Regions from separate parts of the Mus musculus genome. Here all the other regions are linked to region 3. A link is a contact called in public HiChIP or PLAC-seq and promoter capture Hi-C data. All regions are on one chromosome and are shown on one strand. Each heading gives the region's core, a stretch centred on a gene start, on an enhancer-like site or on the middle of the called end of the contact. The rest is flanking DNA. Distances are from core to core; before and after follow the strand shown.

The links. Promoter capture Hi-C pulls out the DNA fragments that hold promoters and counts their contacts. HiChIP or PLAC-seq counts read pairs in DNA pulled down with a chosen protein or histone mark. Capture Hi-C pulls out chosen DNA fragments and counts their contacts.
Region 1: an H3K4me3 HiChIP or PLAC-seq map of embryonic stem cells shows a contact between it and region 3, with 4 times the contacts expected there. The contact joins the promoter of Galnt6 here to the promoter of Csrnp2 in region 3. A contact is called at or near these places in 9 of 39 promoter capture datasets (the 3T3-L1 cell line, the C10 cell line, cranial neural crest and 4 more), 1 of 484 Hi-C or Micro-C datasets (double positive thymocytes), 6 of 115 datasets of contacts at active chromatin or transcription factors (effector CD8 T cells, embryonic stem cells and stem cell-derived neural progenitor cells) and 4 of 9 other capture datasets (adipose tissue, liver, macrophages and 1 more).
Region 2: a contact with region 3 is called in a promoter capture Hi-C map of fetal liver, with 2.7 times the contacts expected there. The contact joins the enhancer-like site here to the promoter of Csrnp2 in region 3. A contact is called at or near these places in 23 of 39 promoter capture datasets (the 3T3-L1 cell line, 3T3-L1-derived adipocytes, the C10 cell line and 15 more), 3 of 484 Hi-C or Micro-C datasets (CD8 T cells, the N1E-115 cell line and double positive thymocytes), 3 of 115 datasets of contacts at active chromatin or transcription factors (bone marrow-derived macrophages and embryonic stem cells) and 3 of 9 other capture datasets (adipose tissue, liver and pancreatic islet).
Region 4: a contact with region 3 is called in a promoter capture Hi-C map of adipose tissue. The contact joins the promoter of Mettl7a1 here to the promoter of Csrnp2 in region 3. A contact is called at or near these places in 2 of 39 promoter capture datasets (fetal liver and hematopoietic stem and progenitor cells), 1 of 115 datasets of contacts at active chromatin or transcription factors (effector CD8 T cells) and 3 of 9 other capture datasets (adipose tissue, liver and pancreatic islet).

The regions. Positions count from the first base shown.
Region 1 is chr15:100,726,954-100,731,415 of GRCm38.p6, reverse strand. It overlaps Galnt6 (polypeptide N-acetylgalactosaminyltransferase 6), which reads left to right and starts at 2,040. Exons shown (of 12, transcript NM_001161767.1): 1 at 2,040-2,113. I730030J21Rik (RIKEN cDNA I730030J21 gene) reads left to right here. Exons shown (of 3, transcript NR_045782.1): 3 at 532-911.
Region 2 is chr15:100,744,857-100,749,125 of GRCm38.p6, reverse strand. No RefSeq gene overlaps it. Among named protein-coding and RNA genes, the nearest start is that of I730030J21Rik, 14 kb to the right of the region's middle. Within about 2 kb of position 1,410, at least 111 of the 459 cell types and tissues checked have an H3K27ac peak or open chromatin away from gene starts, as enhancers often do. A contact at or near this core is called in CD8 T cells, the N1E-115 cell line, bone marrow-derived macrophages and 2 more, where this site is marked.
Region 3 is chr15:100,492,880-100,496,825 of GRCm38.p6, reverse strand. It overlaps Csrnp2 (cysteine-serine-rich nuclear protein 2), which reads left to right and starts at 1,587. Exons shown (of 5, transcript NM_153407.2): 1 at 1,587-1,792.
Region 4 is chr15:100,302,361-100,306,309 of GRCm38.p6, reverse strand. It overlaps Mettl7a1 (methyltransferase like 7A1), which reads right to left and starts at 1,493. Exons shown (of 2, transcript NM_027334.3): 1 at 966-1,493. The coding sequence starts at 1,463.

The sequences.
Region 1 (4,462 bases), core at 791-3,290, 230 kb before region 3:
ACAGTCTCTTTCACGCTCCAAGGCAGAGTAAGAGGTCATGAGCCTACCCTGGAGCAGTCTGAGGTCCCTCAGGTCAAGTTGGGACCTGACTAAGATCACACAGTGCTGAAGGTCGAAGAGCTAAGTGAAAGGGAGGTGGGAGCAAAGGCCAAACCACCGAGTCTCACACCCAAGGGACGAGAAGCAAAGACAGCGGCGGCCCATTATCTGCAGCAGGAAATGTTGGTGATCCCAAAGCCTGGTAAAGTGTCACCCTTCACCTAAGTAAGCAAGCTCAGTAAACTTCCCCGCTGTGATCTCCTGGCCTTCCCAGAATGCCTCTGGTCCCCTCTGAGCGCTCAATTCAACGACAGGGGTGCTGGGTCCTGGCCCCTGAGCCTTAGAGACTCAAAACTGCAAAGCCATTTTAACATCAACCAAAACAGAAAGATCCATTCCATTTCCCCCCCCCCCCCCCGTGGTGTTTGTTTGTTTTTTGGAGGCAGAGTATCGATATTCATCTCAAGCTTCCTTTCACTGTGTTGTCTGCAGCCACAGATCCTCCTGCATCCTCCTGCTTCCGAAATGCTGGGATCAATGTCTACCAGAAAGCATCCGAACTTGGGGATCATGGTACATCACTTCTGTAATCTCAGAGCTGCAGACGCCGAGGCCAGAGGATCAGGAGCACAAGGCCATCCTCGAGTCTATGGAGAATTTTGGTTTCTTTTAAAACCCAGTTATGTTGTGGGAATGAGTGTGTGTGTGTGTGTTGTGTGTGTGTCTATACCTATCTATCTTGCCCCAGAGAACCAGAACCCCTAATCATCAAGAAGTAGTCTATATACACCCCCTTTCTCCTCTAACTTCTTTCTCTCCAACCTACTGTTGGGGTTTGTAATAAAAGTCGGGAGGTAGACGTATAAGAACCTAATAAAGTAGTTTTTTTTTTTTTTAAAAAAGCCAAAACTCAACTATATTATGTAGGGAGTTCAAGACTACCTTTGTCCACTTGAGACTCTTTCTCAGAAAACACACATGAGGGCTGGAGAGATGGTTTGTTGGTGAAGAGCAATTGCTGCTCACTGCTGTATAGCTCGGGGTTCAGGTCCCATCACCCCTGTAAAGCCAGGCATCTGCCTCTAACCAGCTCTGAGGGATTACACCTCTGGCTGTGTGCTAGGAGGGCCACATGCATATAAATGAGTAAATAAAACCCTTCTTTAAAACCACACGAAAAGAAAGTTTCCAAATCACCAGGAATTCAGAACTAGGATAAGAAAATTACGTCAGGATGGTAGGCTCAGAACCCATGAGCAGCCACTGTCTAGGTGGCAGGACGACTCAGAATCAGACGCGAGTTTAAGTAATTTTTGTTATTTATATATTTATTTGTATTTATTGAGACGCGATCTCCTATGTAGCTCAGGTTGGCCTGGAACTCAAGATCTCCCTGCCTCCGCCTTCCGGAGCTAGGTTTTAGGATTGTGCCAAACCTAAATCTGCATTTCTAACCACCTCGAAGGTGTTCTGCGTGTCCGGACCGCATTTCTGAACCTCACTCGGCAACCTCCCACTGACCCTACCCTTGGATAGCAGGAGTTAGGTACTGAGGCTGGGATTTGGCTGGGTGAGGCCGGGCACTTGCCAGTTGGCAGTTAGATGGGAGGGGAAGTTATCTGTTCACAACCTCAGACGCCTGGGACAGAGCCTCGGGGCTCGCTGCCGCCCAGCCCGCCCTGAGAGCTGCTGGCCTCGGGCTCTGAGGTCCGCAGCCCCTCCGCCACCGAGCCAGCACGTTGCACACCGTGGCTTGCTGCTCTCGCCCTGCGGAGCAGGTGGCTTGGAGTGGCGATGGCCTGGGATGCGGGTGGCCTTGGGTGGCGGTGACATGGGGTGGCGGTGCCCTGGGGTGGAGCTGCCCGCGATGCAGTCTGGCCTCGGACCGTGCACCCAACGTGAGCGGCCTCGCATGCCGGGGTTGGGAGCGGAGTCACAGCACCTGCCCGAGCGGGGCGGGGCGTCATCCTCGACAGGACCCGCCCTGGACCCGCCCTCCCGGTCGCCCCGTCGGGAAACCCACGAGCAGCTCGGCGGCAGCGGCAGCGGCAGCGGCTTTGCCTCGGCGCGGTAGGTAAGCAGCAACGGGTCGCGACCCCATGGTGCCCTCGGACCTGGCAGCCCCGTGCTCCTCCGGGACTCCCTCCCAGCCGTCCCCTCCCCCACCCCCCTCAGTGAGATGAAGGGGCTGAGCCAGACTCATCCCCCATGCCTTCGCTTTTTGCCCCGCGCGGTGCCATCTAGCGTCTCTCGCGGTGAGACCCCTTCACCTCTGCGGTTAAGAAGCTGAGGGGCGAACTGGGAGCCCCGGAATCCCTCTTCTCCTCGCTCTCGCCCCGGTGCCTACTGTGTGCCTCCCCCGATTTGACCACCTCGTGTGCTCAAGCGTTGGGACTCCTTCCTGCCATACCCTGAACAGAAGGGACAAACCAGGAGAAGCCTCATTGGTGGGGGGTGGGGGGCCCCTCAGAGTCCTTTCCTGATTGATCTCCCCTTGGATGCTTAGCGCTTTGGAGGAGTGGGGGACGGAGTTCTGTGGTATTGTGTAGAGTGTATGACTGTGACTGTCACCACCAACTTCCTGATTCTCCCTCCCTCGTGATGACAGAAAGGAGAATCCTCCTGCTACTTGCCCAAAAGCCAGTCATCTAGAGACTCCAGACCACTGCAGAGGGCTCGCCTGATTTTGTGGACACTGCTGGCGATTGCTTGTCTCAAAGCACAAAAAGGAACCCGGCCGGGTCTTGAGCCGTAATCGCCACAGTGGTTCCAGGGAGAGCTGTAAGGTTGCACTCTGAGCTCATCCCTACAATGACTGAGGTTAATGACAGACACACCAAAGAGCCTCCAGGGCTACCTTCGCTTCACCACAGGTGTGTGTGTGTGTGTGTGTGTATTACATAGGCCGGGCTCTCCTGACAGGACAGCTGTTTCCCTGCTTGGCAGAGAAAAGCTAAGAAGGATGAGATAGGCAAATTCATATGATGACTAGATCAAGGTTTTGAAATACTCTTCATTCAGATTGTCCAAGGGCAGCCTGCATCATCGCAGGCTCCGTGTCCTCATGGACGCCCTGTGCTTTAAAGAACCCAGAGGTGGGGATACCAGGACCCCACAGCAATCGAAACTCTGAAAGAGACTGGGTACTGAGTAATTACTACCCACAGCTGGCACTGCCTCCAGCATACACAAGAGCCCAGCGAAAGGGAGGCCCCCTGGGTGTCAGGTGCCCTCTGAGATCAGAACTGTCTTCGTCCACGTTCAACTGGGAGAAACCCAGACCCGAGATCTAACCATAGGCTGAGTCCTGTTTGCACTGCCTAGAACAGAAGTCGGGTTTGGGAGGGGCCCTGTCCTCAGCTGTTCGTAGGGAAGGCTGTGGTGTATATAATGAAGGCTACAGGTGGCTGACTCAGCTCTGCCACTAATGTAGCTGCAGAACCTTGGCCACATCGCCACGTAAACATTCCAGGGCGGGGCGGGGAGCAAATGAGAAGGTGCAAGGGCTTTAGGGACCAACTGAACATAAGATGTGTCGTGGCTTTGGACGGACAACCCTGAGTGTGAGTTTAGCCTCTGGTCTTGCCTAGCTGTGTGCATAAGGCTCTGGTTCCAGTCTCCAGCACTGGATAAACTGGGCATGGTGGCCCGTGTCTGTAATGCCAGCATTTAAGAGGTGGAAGCAGGAAAACCCAAGGTTCAAGCTCATCCTTGGCTACGTGTTGAGTTTGAAGCCAGCCTGGACTATAAGACTCTGTCTCAATGCAAAAGTCAAGACCAAAGAAAACAAAATATAACTTGGGTGAGACTTTGGTTTGATTTTTTATTCCATCTTTGTGCTTTGAGACAGGTTCTCTCTTCATAGCCCAGATTGGCCTAGAACTCACTGTGTAGACCAGGCTGGACTAGATGGAACTCACTGTGTAGACCAGGCTGGACTAGGTGGAACTCACTGTGTAGACCAGGCTGAGTTCCTGCTCACAGAGATCTTCCTGCTTCTGCTCATCATCGCCCCATCCCCCACCCCCTAAGTGCTGAGACTAAAGGAGTGTGTCACCACTACAGCTCAGCTACTCAGGAGGTTGAGGCAAGGTTGCTTGAGCCCAGGTGTCTAGGGTGAGCCTGGGTGACAAGAGTGCAGCGGATCATAGTCTGAGTCCTTGGAGCCAATGCCTTCTTTTTCTTGAAAAACCGAAGGTAAGGTAGCATTGCCCTAAACATTCCCCGGGTCTGACGGACGTATCCCATCATCTCCAGCTCCAGAAGTGAGGCTGAGTACCCCAGTAAGTGTTCAGGACCAGAGGAACCCAGTAATGGCTGTGCCAGAGCTTAGGCGAACTTGGCTCGTCGGATAGCCTCAGCATTTCTTCTGGAAAGGCCCGAAATGTCCGTCCCCAGTGGACTGGATGTGTGAGGATTTGAA
Region 2 (4,269 bases), core at 161-2,660, 250 kb before region 3:
CTGAGCCATCTCTCCAGCCCTAGAACAAGTTCGTATAGAAGAGGTCACTCGTGCTTTGCAAAAGACATGCCCTTTGCAAAGGAGTTTTGATGTAGTTGTGTGTCTCAGGCTTTGCTGTGATAACTGTCAGGAGGAAACTTTTCTCGAAGTATGTCAAAAATAAACCGCTCAGGGTCAGACTCTGGGGCTTTGAACCAGCCCAGGCCATTCTAGGCTGTGCTGAACTAGATTTTCTTCTTGACACTGTTGGATCATTTAGCTGTCAGCCATTTGCAGGGGCACCTCCATCCTCCACCCCCCAGGGACTTAGGCAGCCTCTTGAATGTCCTGGCTCAACCTCTTACAGTAGGCAGCCTCTTGAATGTCCTGGCTCAGCCTCTTACAGTAGGCAGACTCTTGGATGTCCTGGCCCAGCCTCTTATAGTAGGCAGACTCTTGATGTCCTAGCTCAACCTCTTGCTTTCTGTTTTGAAGACCATCTCCGATCACAGCAGAAAAGCCTCCAGCTCTCTGGACTTCCAACTATCATTAAGACTTACCTGGGAATTTGCTTGGTTCACAGCCTAGGACAGCAGGTCATCCTGGCAACATTTCCACACTGGTCCAGTAGTCACCACTCAGCTCCCAAGATCCTTTCCTACGCCCCTGGAAACATCAATCATTCCTGACACATTTCAAAGACGCTTCTGCCTGCTTTCTCTCTTCTGGGCCTGAACTTGAGTGTACATGGCTCTCTTTACTGTTTGTAATCGACTTCTCAAGAGCAATGTTAGTATAGGTGTTATTGTTATTTTTGGTCAGACTCTTTTAGTTCGAAGTGCTAGAAACAAACAAATTTCAACCATTCAATGGAATTCTCATCAAAATGCCAGTGCCAATCTTCTGAGAAATAGAAAAAAGATTCTAAAATGCATAAGCAATGTTGTGTTTTATGAGAGAGAGAGAGAGAGAGAGAGAGAGCGAGAGAGAGCGCCAGGATATGTTTGCTAGAGCTGGGTATGGTGAGGTGGAAGAGGGCGCCTTTGCGGCCCATGCTAAGACATCCCTTCCCCCTGAGGTACCAGATATATAAACAGATATAGTATGGAACAGAGTTTATTTAGGGCATGGGAAGGGGAGTTGAGGAGGGAGGGGAGATAGAGAAAGGCGGGAGGGGGGGTGGAACTGGCCAGGAAGACGTGGAGAGAGGGAGGAGGAGGGTGGGGAGAGAGGGAGAGCGGCAGGGAGAGAAGGGGCAGAGAGTAAGAGAGCTAGGAAGGGGCAAGCAGCCCCATTTATATTGAGCTGTTGCCAGGTAACTGTGGGGCGGAGACTAGAAGGAATGATAACAAGCACCAAAGACAAATAGACACCATAGACGAATGTCCGATGAAAAGGCTGACTCTGGAAGTATGGTCATGTTCTACTACAAAGTAACAAAAACAGCTTGATACGGGAGCCAAAACAGACAGGCAGGCAGTGTTCGCAGGGGTGCTGCTGTAGCAGCCGTTAGTATGACAAACAAGCCATAAAACACTCAGATAAAAGACAACTTCAAAACAAATAACACCAGAAAAAACTGGATATCCACACAGAGAAGACTGAAAACAGTCCCCTCATACTGTACAGAAATCACCCCAAATGGATCAAAGATCTCAGTATAAGAACTTAATCCATTGGGGGTTGGGGGGCGGGGAATAGAGAAAAATACATCCACACATCGGCTTAAGCACTCTTTCTGAAAGGGACGAGCCGGGACGGGGGTGGGACTAGCCGGGACGGGGGTGGGACTAGCCGGGACGGGGGGTGGGACTAGCCGGGACGGGGGTGGGACTAGCCGGGACGGGGGTGGGACTAGCCGGGACTGGGGTGGGACTAGCCGGGACGGGGGTGGGACTAGCCGGGACTGGGGTGGGGTGGGGTGGGGTGGGGGTTAGGTCAGACCCTGAGGGCGGCTCAGTGGTTAAAGTATTTGCCCTGCAATGATAAGCGGCTGAGTTAGATAACCCAGAACCCTGAAGGCTGGAGGAGTGGGAGGAGCCACACTGGTAGCAGGAGCTCAGGAGGCAGACAAGTTCTCTAGTGTTCTTGGTATGTTCCAAGCTAGTGAGAAACCCTGTCTCAAAAATCAAAGTGGACTGTTGGCTGGGTTTTTTTTTTTTTTTTTGCTTTGTTTTTGTTTTTTTGTTTTGTTTTGTTTTAAATACTATTGTGTCCTTTTATCTCTGATTCCCTTCCAAAGTTTATTCCACCCTAATCCCTTACAACACCAAGTAGGAAAGAAAGAAAGTTAGAGGGGAAAGGGAGGGTAGACCTCTTTAGACTACGTCCTGTTTATTAAGGGTGTTGGGTTCCCTGGGGGCAAATCCAATCTTCATCGTCAAAATATCCAGCAGTACCGCAATCCAGCAACAGCAAACACCACAGCAAATGCAGCAGCAGGGGCAGCAGCTGCTGCCACAGGGCCTCTCAGGTCTCCCATTTATAGCCTCTCCAGAGTCCCCAGAGTTAAACTAGCTGAAGCTAGTGTATGCCCCGCCAGTGCATGACGCAAATGACAATCACCTGCTGCGAAGCAGCCTCTTATCCCACACCTGAGAGTAAAACAAAAACATACTCACACAACATAACTGAGTTTTTAAAGAAACCAAAATTCTCACTGCCTTTCCCCATTTTAATCTTAAAAAATGACATTTTCTCTAATATTAATAGACTATTAATATAAACAAATTATGAGAACTGTCAAGTAAGAATTATATTTACAATCTCCTGTTCATATGTATTTGGTAACCTTGGAGAAGGCACTCCACTATCAGTCCTTTCCCGGTGAGCCCAAAGTTTTGCACGTAAATCACTGTCTTGCATTTAACACCTTTAAAACATCTTTTTAGGCCCTAAAACATTTTCTTAACTCCTAAACAACTTAGGCTTAACTGTGAGATGTTACTATCTAGTCTTCAACTCTATCAGAGACCTGGCAAGGATGAATATCACCGGAGTAAACAGGAGGTACAGAGCAAGTAGCTTTCAAACTATAGAAATGTCAGAGTCTGCTGGCTGCCCGGACAGTCACCCAAGGTCTGTCTGTATCCTTGGAGCATCCATCTTCATCAACAGGCCCAGAATATCTGACAGACTTTTCTGTGAAGCAGGAATTTTGAAGGACTAGGCTACCTTATCTCTACAAAGATGGGCAGTTGATGTCCCAGTGTCCTGCTTGTCCACAGTTTGGACAACATGCTGTCAGCAGTAGGGGCAAGGGCAGTTCTTTCTCAAGTGGCTAGCTTTGCCACATGTGAAGCACACTACACGTGGAAGTTCTTCATGCCCACTATCTTCTTTGCAGTAGATCAGGGGTATTGCCAGGAGCAGATGTGTCTGTCAGAAAAGCCGTTTATTATTATAAACATTTTAAATGCCTTCTCTGTAGGTCTCTAACGTGTTTGAAGACCAGATGTCTATCTCAGTATCTCTGAATAGACAAATGTTGCTTGACACAACCTGTTTACTCTCTGCTAAACTTTGAAAACATAGTCACAAGGCTAAAAAAAAAAAGCTTAGTTTTATAATTAACTAAACTAGTACCTAACAAGGTTACAAGTAAGATTGTTTATAGGTGACTAACAAGTAACTCGCACTTCTAATTATAATAAACAGTTTGCAATAGTAGCTTTCATAAGAATAGAACTTTACATTGCGTTTTCAAAAGAGTTGCATATGTACAATACATTAAGACAACAAAATAACCTTAAATTTCAGTCATATACAATCATCCATACCAATGTAAAATGTTTGAGGCTAGTAGATTCAATAATTTACTTTTTATTCTACCATCTTAGAACCCCCCTTTTTATGGTCTCCTTCCCCCTAACACTAGTTAGGAGAGAAAGGATAGAGGGGAGACAGAGAAAGAAAGCGATCACTGACTCTAACCTCCTTGGCTTTGTTTCCTCCCTCACCATGATCAATAATAACTTATTACTAACCTCCCTAAATGACAACAAACATCCATAACCCACCAAATGACCAAAAACCACCCAACACACCTCTTGGGAATGGGGCATTGTGTTTTCTTTAAATTGTTTCCTGCTGTCTGGGAGTGAAGGTGTCTTTTGGGGACTCTAAGAAAATTGGAATATTGGCCAAGTCCTGCAAGAGCTGGCCGTACTATTTTCTGTCTCTGTGGGATAGGAAAGTGCAGGGCTTAACTGAAGTCCTGGCTAAAACAGTCTGGGAGGCTAGACCATCTGAGCTACCTGTTTCGAAGCTGATCTAGATGCAATCTTTTGA
Region 3 (3,946 bases), core at 338-2,837:
TTCATGGTCTGCTGTTTCTCCCTTTGTGGTGTTGTCTCTGTTGTCACATAATGAAGAAAACTGGAATTCATAGCACTTTTTCAAAGCCGCTCAGTGTCTCAGCTCCAAAGGTGAGAGAACATTGTAGCCAGTCGCGCTGGCTTTATATTTTCCTGGTCATATGCAAAAATGTACTGGGATTTAGAACTTATGGCGCTTTTTTCATGAAAAGATTTGAATAGCACACACACACACACACACACACACACACACACCCTACATAAAGTTTAATCCTGTCGTGCATCCACCTAGCCAATAAATACTCACTGTGCTCCTAAATGTCAAATAACCAGATTTTAAAAACCTGGTATTGAGAATACAATAAATAAACAACTCTTCAATTCAAGTTCCATGGAATCCAGTCAAGACAGAAGACTAAAAAACAACAAATACAAGTGGTAGTGATGCCAAGGAAATAAAGAGACCAAAAGAAGCAGTTATTTCAAATCATGGCTCTCATTCCAGTACTTAAGAAGCTAAAGCAGGCTTTTAAAATGGGAGGCAGGCAGATCTTGGGGTTCAAGGCCAGCCTGGTCTACAGAGGGAGTTCCAGGACAGCCAACGCCACAGAGAAACCCTGTCTCAAATAAACAAATTCAAAACCATCTTGAGCTAAAAAGACCCTGTTCAAAACCAAACGGTGTGTGTGTGTGTGTGTGTGTGTGTGTGTGTGTATGTGTGTGTGTGTGTAATGTATTACCTCTCTAATATGAAGACCTGAATAGTTACTAACTGAACCAACGTATGGCTGGTTGGCATAAGATTGTAAAGGTAAGCCGGGCGTGGTGGCACACGCCTTTAATCCCAGCACTTGGGAGGCAGAGGCAGGCAGATTTCTGAGTTTGAGGCCAGCCTTGTCTACAAAGTGAGTTCCAGGACAGCCAGAGCTATAACTTTTTGGTCCATATTTTGCCCACTTTAAAGATGAACTGCAAAACTGTGATTATCAGAGACAATAATTAAAAAAAGAAAAGAAAAGAAAAATTTAAGAATGTGAAGAAATCAGCCCGTATAGTGGCGCACGCCGTTATCCAGCATTCAGGACGCAGAGGCAGGTGGATCTCTTCAGTTCGAGGCCAGCCTGGAATAGTGTGAGTTCCAGGGCAGCCAGAGCCATGTAGAGAGACCCCGTTTGGGGTGGGAAAAATGTTGAAATCGATCCATCATATAAATAGATAGGTCATTGCTCATAATTTCTCTTATAAATTAGGCCAGCTGCAGCAAGTCATATGGGACAACCCCGTGAGAATCACGTTCCCCAGGCATGGGGTGAGGTTCTGGTGCGAGGAAGTGTAGCCGAGGATCCGCAGCCTCCCGCTTCAAGGCGGGCAACTGCCCTACAGGCGCTCTCCGGGGTCCGCCGCGAATGTTCCAGGGTGGGCGAGGGCTTTTGGGCACTGGCCGCCTCCAACTCCCGGCATGCCTTGGGTGTGGGCCAAGTGTAGACTCCATTTCCCAGGCTGCCCCGGGCCTCGGCCGCGACGCGCCGGCGCCTATAAGAGGCAGAGCGCTGCAGCCGGAGCCTATTGTTAGCCGGAGCCGGGACGGTTCTGGTCTTCGCTGCCCGGGGAGCCAGAGTGCAGAGCCGCCCGACCCCCGCCGCCTGCCGGCCGGCCCACACACCCTGCAGCCCCGAGAGCCACGCGACGGGCCTGGGAGCCGGCACGCCTCGGTCTCCCCTCCTTGCACACGGGCTGAGTAGGCAGCGGGGGCGGCGGAGACCGTGACGGGAGAAGCGGCTGCGGCGGGGCCGGTAATGGGCCTGGGGTGCGGGGAGGAGGGGTCCGCCTCGTCCTTGCCTGGCAGCAGTTCTCGGGCAGCCGTGGAGCAGCGCTCCGGCGCCGAGCTGTGCGGACTAAGGAGGCGGGGGGCGGGGAGCCGAGGCGCCTCTGGGAAGAGGCGTGAGAGCTAGGGGCGCCGGGGACGCGGGTCGGGCTGCAGGCTAGCTCGAGGGATGGATGGGCGGCTTGGAAGCCGGCTGGATTGCGGCTGACGGCTGAGTTCGGAATGGAGTGGGCAGTGATGTAGGATGGAGGGAAGTGAAGGAAGGGGAGGGGGCCTGGAGGAAAATGTGGGAGGAGTGGTTGGGAATTTGTGAGTAGCAGGCAGGAGGATGTGGAAGGCTGTGGGGACTGCAGAAGATGGAAATGAGCGGGAAGGTTAGCGGGAATCCATGGGTTGAGAGCGGAAGGGTTCTTCAGCGGTGCTGAGGGGAACTGGTGACTTGGCATGTCCCTTCTGCTCTGATTCCCGATGTCTCCCATTTTTTCTGGCGTTGTGTGCAAAAATGAGAGCATCACTTGTCCCGGGTGCTAGCTTGATCCTTTTCGCAGGCCTAAACACGCAGCCGCCTGCCATCCATCCTTTGAGTGCTATGGTCTTGATTCACCCTTTTAGAAGGGTTGAGAGTGACAGTGTGACACAGAAACCATTCTTCAGTATGAAAGGTTAGAAGTTATCCCCAAGAGATGACACTGTTCCCCGTGTCCTCCAGTTTTCGTGGTTAGAACCCCAGCCGATTCACATTCTCCTTTTCTTTGGTGGCTTTAAATTTTACAGATATCCAAAACCAGGGTGTTGGTGTGTGGGAGAGTTATAAATGGCGATATCCTTCCGAGGAGAGTTAATGCGGCATCATGTTCCAGGTCTCTCACAAAGCTCTGTGTCTTCTAGGATGTGGCTTTAATGTAGGAAGCCGAATTCTAACCTAAACGGGGACAACCTGGGGAGTAGAGGAGGGAAGGGGCCTTCTTTAAATACCTAGCTTAAGGAGGAGGTTTACACCGAGTGTCTTCCCACTTCCACGATCTTGGGGATCGCAAGGACACGTAGAGCCATAAGATAGTATTTGCGAATCACCCACAGTATCTTAGAAAGGGGGAACAAGGTAGGGCATCGTACTCAAGTGTTACAGTGTTGCGGTATAACAGGAGCCTCGCTGCCCCAGAGTGTCTGGTAGTCTTCACAGTCCTATAAGAGGTTCCTTGACCTTTGGCAGAATATTGGGTTTGAGTTGGGTGGAAAGATTGTCCCCTGTGTTAGGGTTTTGGAGTCATTTAGGAAAAAGATTCACATTACCCAAGCTTTACAAGAATTCTCTGTGTCCAGAGTTTCCCCTGAACTGTGTTTGTTGTTGATGATTTTGGGGTCAGTGCTCCTCTGCATAGCACTGTCTGTCTTGGAATCCACTGTGTAGCCCTGGCTGGCCTGGAACTCACAGAGATTCACCTGACTCTGTCTCCTTAGTGCTGGGACTGGGCCTGCTTCGCCACACCCAATTTTTGCTATTCTTATATAAGTTGGGATTTGAGGTTTGAGCCCTTATCAGCCTGAAGAAAGCTTAGACTGAGTACTGAAATATGCATGCTGGTTTTATTTGGTGCTAGCCTAATGTCATCTATGTTCTGTAGCTGAGAACTATATATGACCCTTTGGGAATTGTCCAGCTGGAAACAGAAAACACTGTAAGGCATGTTGTCAGTCAGAATGTGTTATATGAAAAAGCTTTTGTATAAAGAGAGATTATTTGTTGTTGAGATGTTTATTTAGATAGCTAAGTATTCTGACTCTCGTTTCTAGCCTCACCCTGGTTATGTCTGTTTCAGTGCTTAGATATAAAACTTAATAAACTGGAGGGGTAGGAGGGGGTTGAGACAGGGTTTCTTGTAGCCTTGCTTAGCTGCAAACTTGAACTCCTGCTCCTCCTGCACACAAGTGCTGGGATTACATGTATAGACCATCATGTGAGGGTTACAGTATCTTTTTGAACTCAGGCATTGATCTTTTTACCAATGGTTAAGGGAGAAGTTGAGCCAATGGGAATGACTGGTTTCTACTTTGGGTTTAAGATGATGTTAATGTGAATAAAAAAAAAATATGGAACTTGTTCTCGTGGTTACTATAGTGA
Region 4 (3,949 bases), core at 244-2,743, 190 kb after region 3:
TCTTTAATGATCATCCTTGGGGGGGTGGGGGAGGGGGTGCTGGAGACATGGTTAAGAGCACTGACTCCTCTTTCAGAGGTTCTGAGTTCAAATCCCAGCAACCACATGGTGGCTCACAACCATCTGTAATGCTATCCAATGCCCTCTTCTGATGTGTCTGAGGACAGCTACAAGTGTACTCACATACATAAAACAAATAAATCTTAAGAGAGAGAGAGAGAGAAAGAGAGCACCCTTGGGTGGACGTGTTTTACATATGTGTAGCTATAGATGAATCTCTAATAGAGATAGTGCATTCACTTGATGTTTTGATGTTTCTCAATGAGGCTTCCAAGCCCCTTCCTGTATGAGGGGGTCCTTACCAGATACCCCCTCCCTGCCCCCAGCACTATAGACTGTGAGTCTCTGAGACTGTCCGAAGCAAACACGGCCTTACAGTCTGTCTCATGATTGTCTGCTTTAGTTTATACTCTGGTTCCTGCCCAGTTGCTCATCTTTTTCCCTGACCCATTTCAAAACACAGAACCAGTATCCTTAGTGACCTGTAAATTTTGCTTGTTTTATTTTGGAGACATGGTCTCTGTGCATCGCTGGCAACCGAGCCCTCGAGCTTCCAGAGATCCACCTGCCTCTGCTTCCCATTGCCTGCCGGGACTTGGAAGGTTTTTTTTTGTTTGTTTGAATGAGTGGGTGACCCCTCAGCTGTTTCTGGGAGCTTCTTTACCAAGTTTGACATCTAAACTCTCCACAGGCTCTTCCCCCTTTGGCAGTTTAGAACTTTCTAGATTCTGATTTGTCAGCCCTTACTCTCTTTTGCAAAATTCTTCTGGAGTCATTTGGTATTTTTGTTTTGTTTTGCTTTGTTGTTTGTTTGTTTGTTTGTTTTGGTTTAGAATCCACCCGAAACTGATAGGAGCACCCTCACTCCTAGCTGCAGCTAGCCAGTCCTCACTCCTGCCACTCACCGGCTTCAGCACTCGGCACACCTCACGCAGAATCTTCTCCTGGTTCTTCACCGAGCACAGCACCAGGGTGCAGACCACCACGTCCACAGAGCCATCGGTCACCTGGTGCATGTCCTCCCCGGCTGCCACCACGAAGCGCTCGAACTGCAGCTGCCGGTTCTCTGCGACGCTCTTGAACAAGAACTTCTCGAAGTTGGGGTTGGGGTCGATACAAGTGACCCTGCACCCGGGGGGATAGAACTTGAAGTTGGCTCCGGTGCCGCAGCCCACCTCCAGCAGAGTCAGCTTCCCCGAGGGGCCGGCGAACTCCTGCAGATTGCTGAAGAGCTCCCGCTTTTGGCTCGCCATCTGCTCATTGTACATCACGGAGAATCGCTTCAGGAAGTAGGGAAAGCACTTTTTGCATACCCAGCTCCACAAGCCTAGAAGGTTCAGCAGAAACATGGGAAGCGCCAGGGTACAGACCACCAGCCGCAGGGCCAGGACGGCAAGCGTCATCTTTGCGAGTAGAGGAGAAAGGGCTACTGCTTCCCCAGAAGTGTCTCCTGGGGAAGGAGAGCGCAGGCTCCTGGCCTCGCTCCAGAGCCAATCAGAGAGGAAGGAGGCGCCGGCTGAGCGGGGGGGGGGGGGGGGGGGGGGGGGGGGGAACCAAAATAGCAGAGCCGGGTAGGGCTCCGATTGCGGCCTGACTCCCACACCGTCCATCCCACCCCCACCCTAACCCCACCGGCCGGCTAGCAGTTGGCCGGCTCAGTGATCCAAGACTGCCACCTTCCCCCCCCACCCCCCATCCCTTTGGAAGGTTGCAGCCTGAACCCTGACCCTGGTCCTGCCTGGCTTTGTTTGGGTCTGGAGGCTGCAGCTAGTTTCCGGCCGCGGTTGGCTAGTGCACAGTGTGTACTTTCGCATCACCCACCCAAGCCTTTTTTAGGAAGAGGAGCAGGTCAGCGCACCAGGGAAGATGGCAGCCGAGACCCCTTTTCATCGCAGGCTTATTCTTCCCTTCTCCTCTTCCCACCACACACCGCCCCAAAACCTGTTTTTGTGTAAAGGAAGTGAAAGGAAACCCTGCCAAGACTCACCCAACAGTTTCTCAGTTCCCATTCTGAACTGAGCCTTTCATAAGTTAATTATTCATCTGAAGGATCTTTGCTGTGTCACTGTTTTGAGCTGTTTGACAGTTTAAAACGCAACTGCCAATCTTATGCTTGGTTATTATGTAACTCCGCCCATTTAAAGTAGAGGTGCTCAGGATAGTCCCCGTTTGGCTTCTGATGGGCTTTATAAAATAGCTTCAATCTCCAGTCTTTTTGGTTGGGGTTTTTTTCTGGGTCTTGCTCCTTAGCCCCAGCCGGCCTTGAATTCTCTTGATCCCTCTGCGACTTCTCAAGCAGCGCTGAGATGGCAGATCTCTGTCACAATGCCCAGCTGCACTGATTTCGGGAATTGTTTTTTGAGTCATAAATTCACAAAGAAGATAAATTACTTTTTAAATTGTTTGCTTCCATATTTCACATATGGTCTTACAGGTGGTAATCGAGTTAAGAACTGTCAACGTGATTCTATGATTCTACATAAGACTTGAGTGCTTTTGATGTGTGAATGACAGTGGGAACAGACATAACTAGAAGATTTAGGAAACTATTCAGAATCTTCAGCGAGTCAGATCAAGAAAGTCACTGCTGGTTTCCAGAGGAGATGGACCTGAGGCTAGCATAGCCATCTGATATTCATATCAGGTGTCGGCAGCATGCAGAGGGGAAAAACTCATATCCTGAAACAGGAGTGGTAGGCACTGGCTGAGCTGGGTTCTGTTTTAATTCTTGTATTTGGAGGTAGAATAGGTGATACTGAGGGGTTTACACAAGCCAGGGAAATACTCTGTCACTGATCCCTAATCCAAAAAGAGGTGTGTATGAAGGTTTTAATGTCTACTCATATTTAATATACCCTACACATATGCTAAAGTCTACTCATATTTTATATACCCTACACGTGTTACAAATACAACAGCCTGGCCTGGTGGCACACAGCTTAATCCCAGAACTGACAGAGGCAGGCAGATGTTATGAGTTCAAGGTTAGCCTAGCATGTACAGTGAGTTCCACAGTACTCCTCTCAGGACTATAGAAGAGAGAGACCTGTCAAAAAAAACCCAACCAACCAGGAACATTACACCAACTATTCCACATGTGTGTGTGCACACATGGGTGTACTGGAGTACATGCATATATGTGTAGAGGCAGAATGTTTTAATTTCTCCACCTTAATTTTTTCCCCCTCCACCCCCCCAAACTTTTGCTCCGGCCCCACTCACTCTGGCCCATAGGGTTTTTGTTGTTGTTGTTTTGGTTGTTTTGTTTTGTTTGTTTCTCATTAAGCATGGTTGTGAGCCATCATGTGGTTGCTGGGATTTGAATTCATGACCTCTGGAAGAGCAGTCAGTGCTCTTAACCACTGAGCCATCTCACCAGCCCTCATTTTTTTTTTTTAATAAAAATGTATTTACTTAGACTCGTTCAGAATATTAACAAAACAGTTGCATGTTTTAAAAAAAATTTTTTTCATTACAGAATGGTATTCAGCTAATAGAACAACACTAATTCTCAGATGAGCTGCATCAGACAACTGGAGATGGGGGATAAACTACACCAAAACAAAAACAAAACAAAAACAAAAAACTACACCAAAAAACAAAAAACAAAAACAACTGCTTTGGGGGCTGGAGAGATGGCTCATCGGTTAACAGCATTGACTGCTCTTCCGAAGGTCCTGAGTTCAAATCCCAGCAACCACATGGTGGCTCACAACCATCCGTAATGAGATCTGACACCCTCTTCTGGTACGTCTGAAGACAGCTACAGTGTACTTACATATAATAAATAAATAAATCTTAAAAAAACAAAAAACAAACAAAAAACAAACAAAAGAAAAACCACAACTGCTTTAAATTTCCACATCAATTTACAACCCCTAAACTGCAC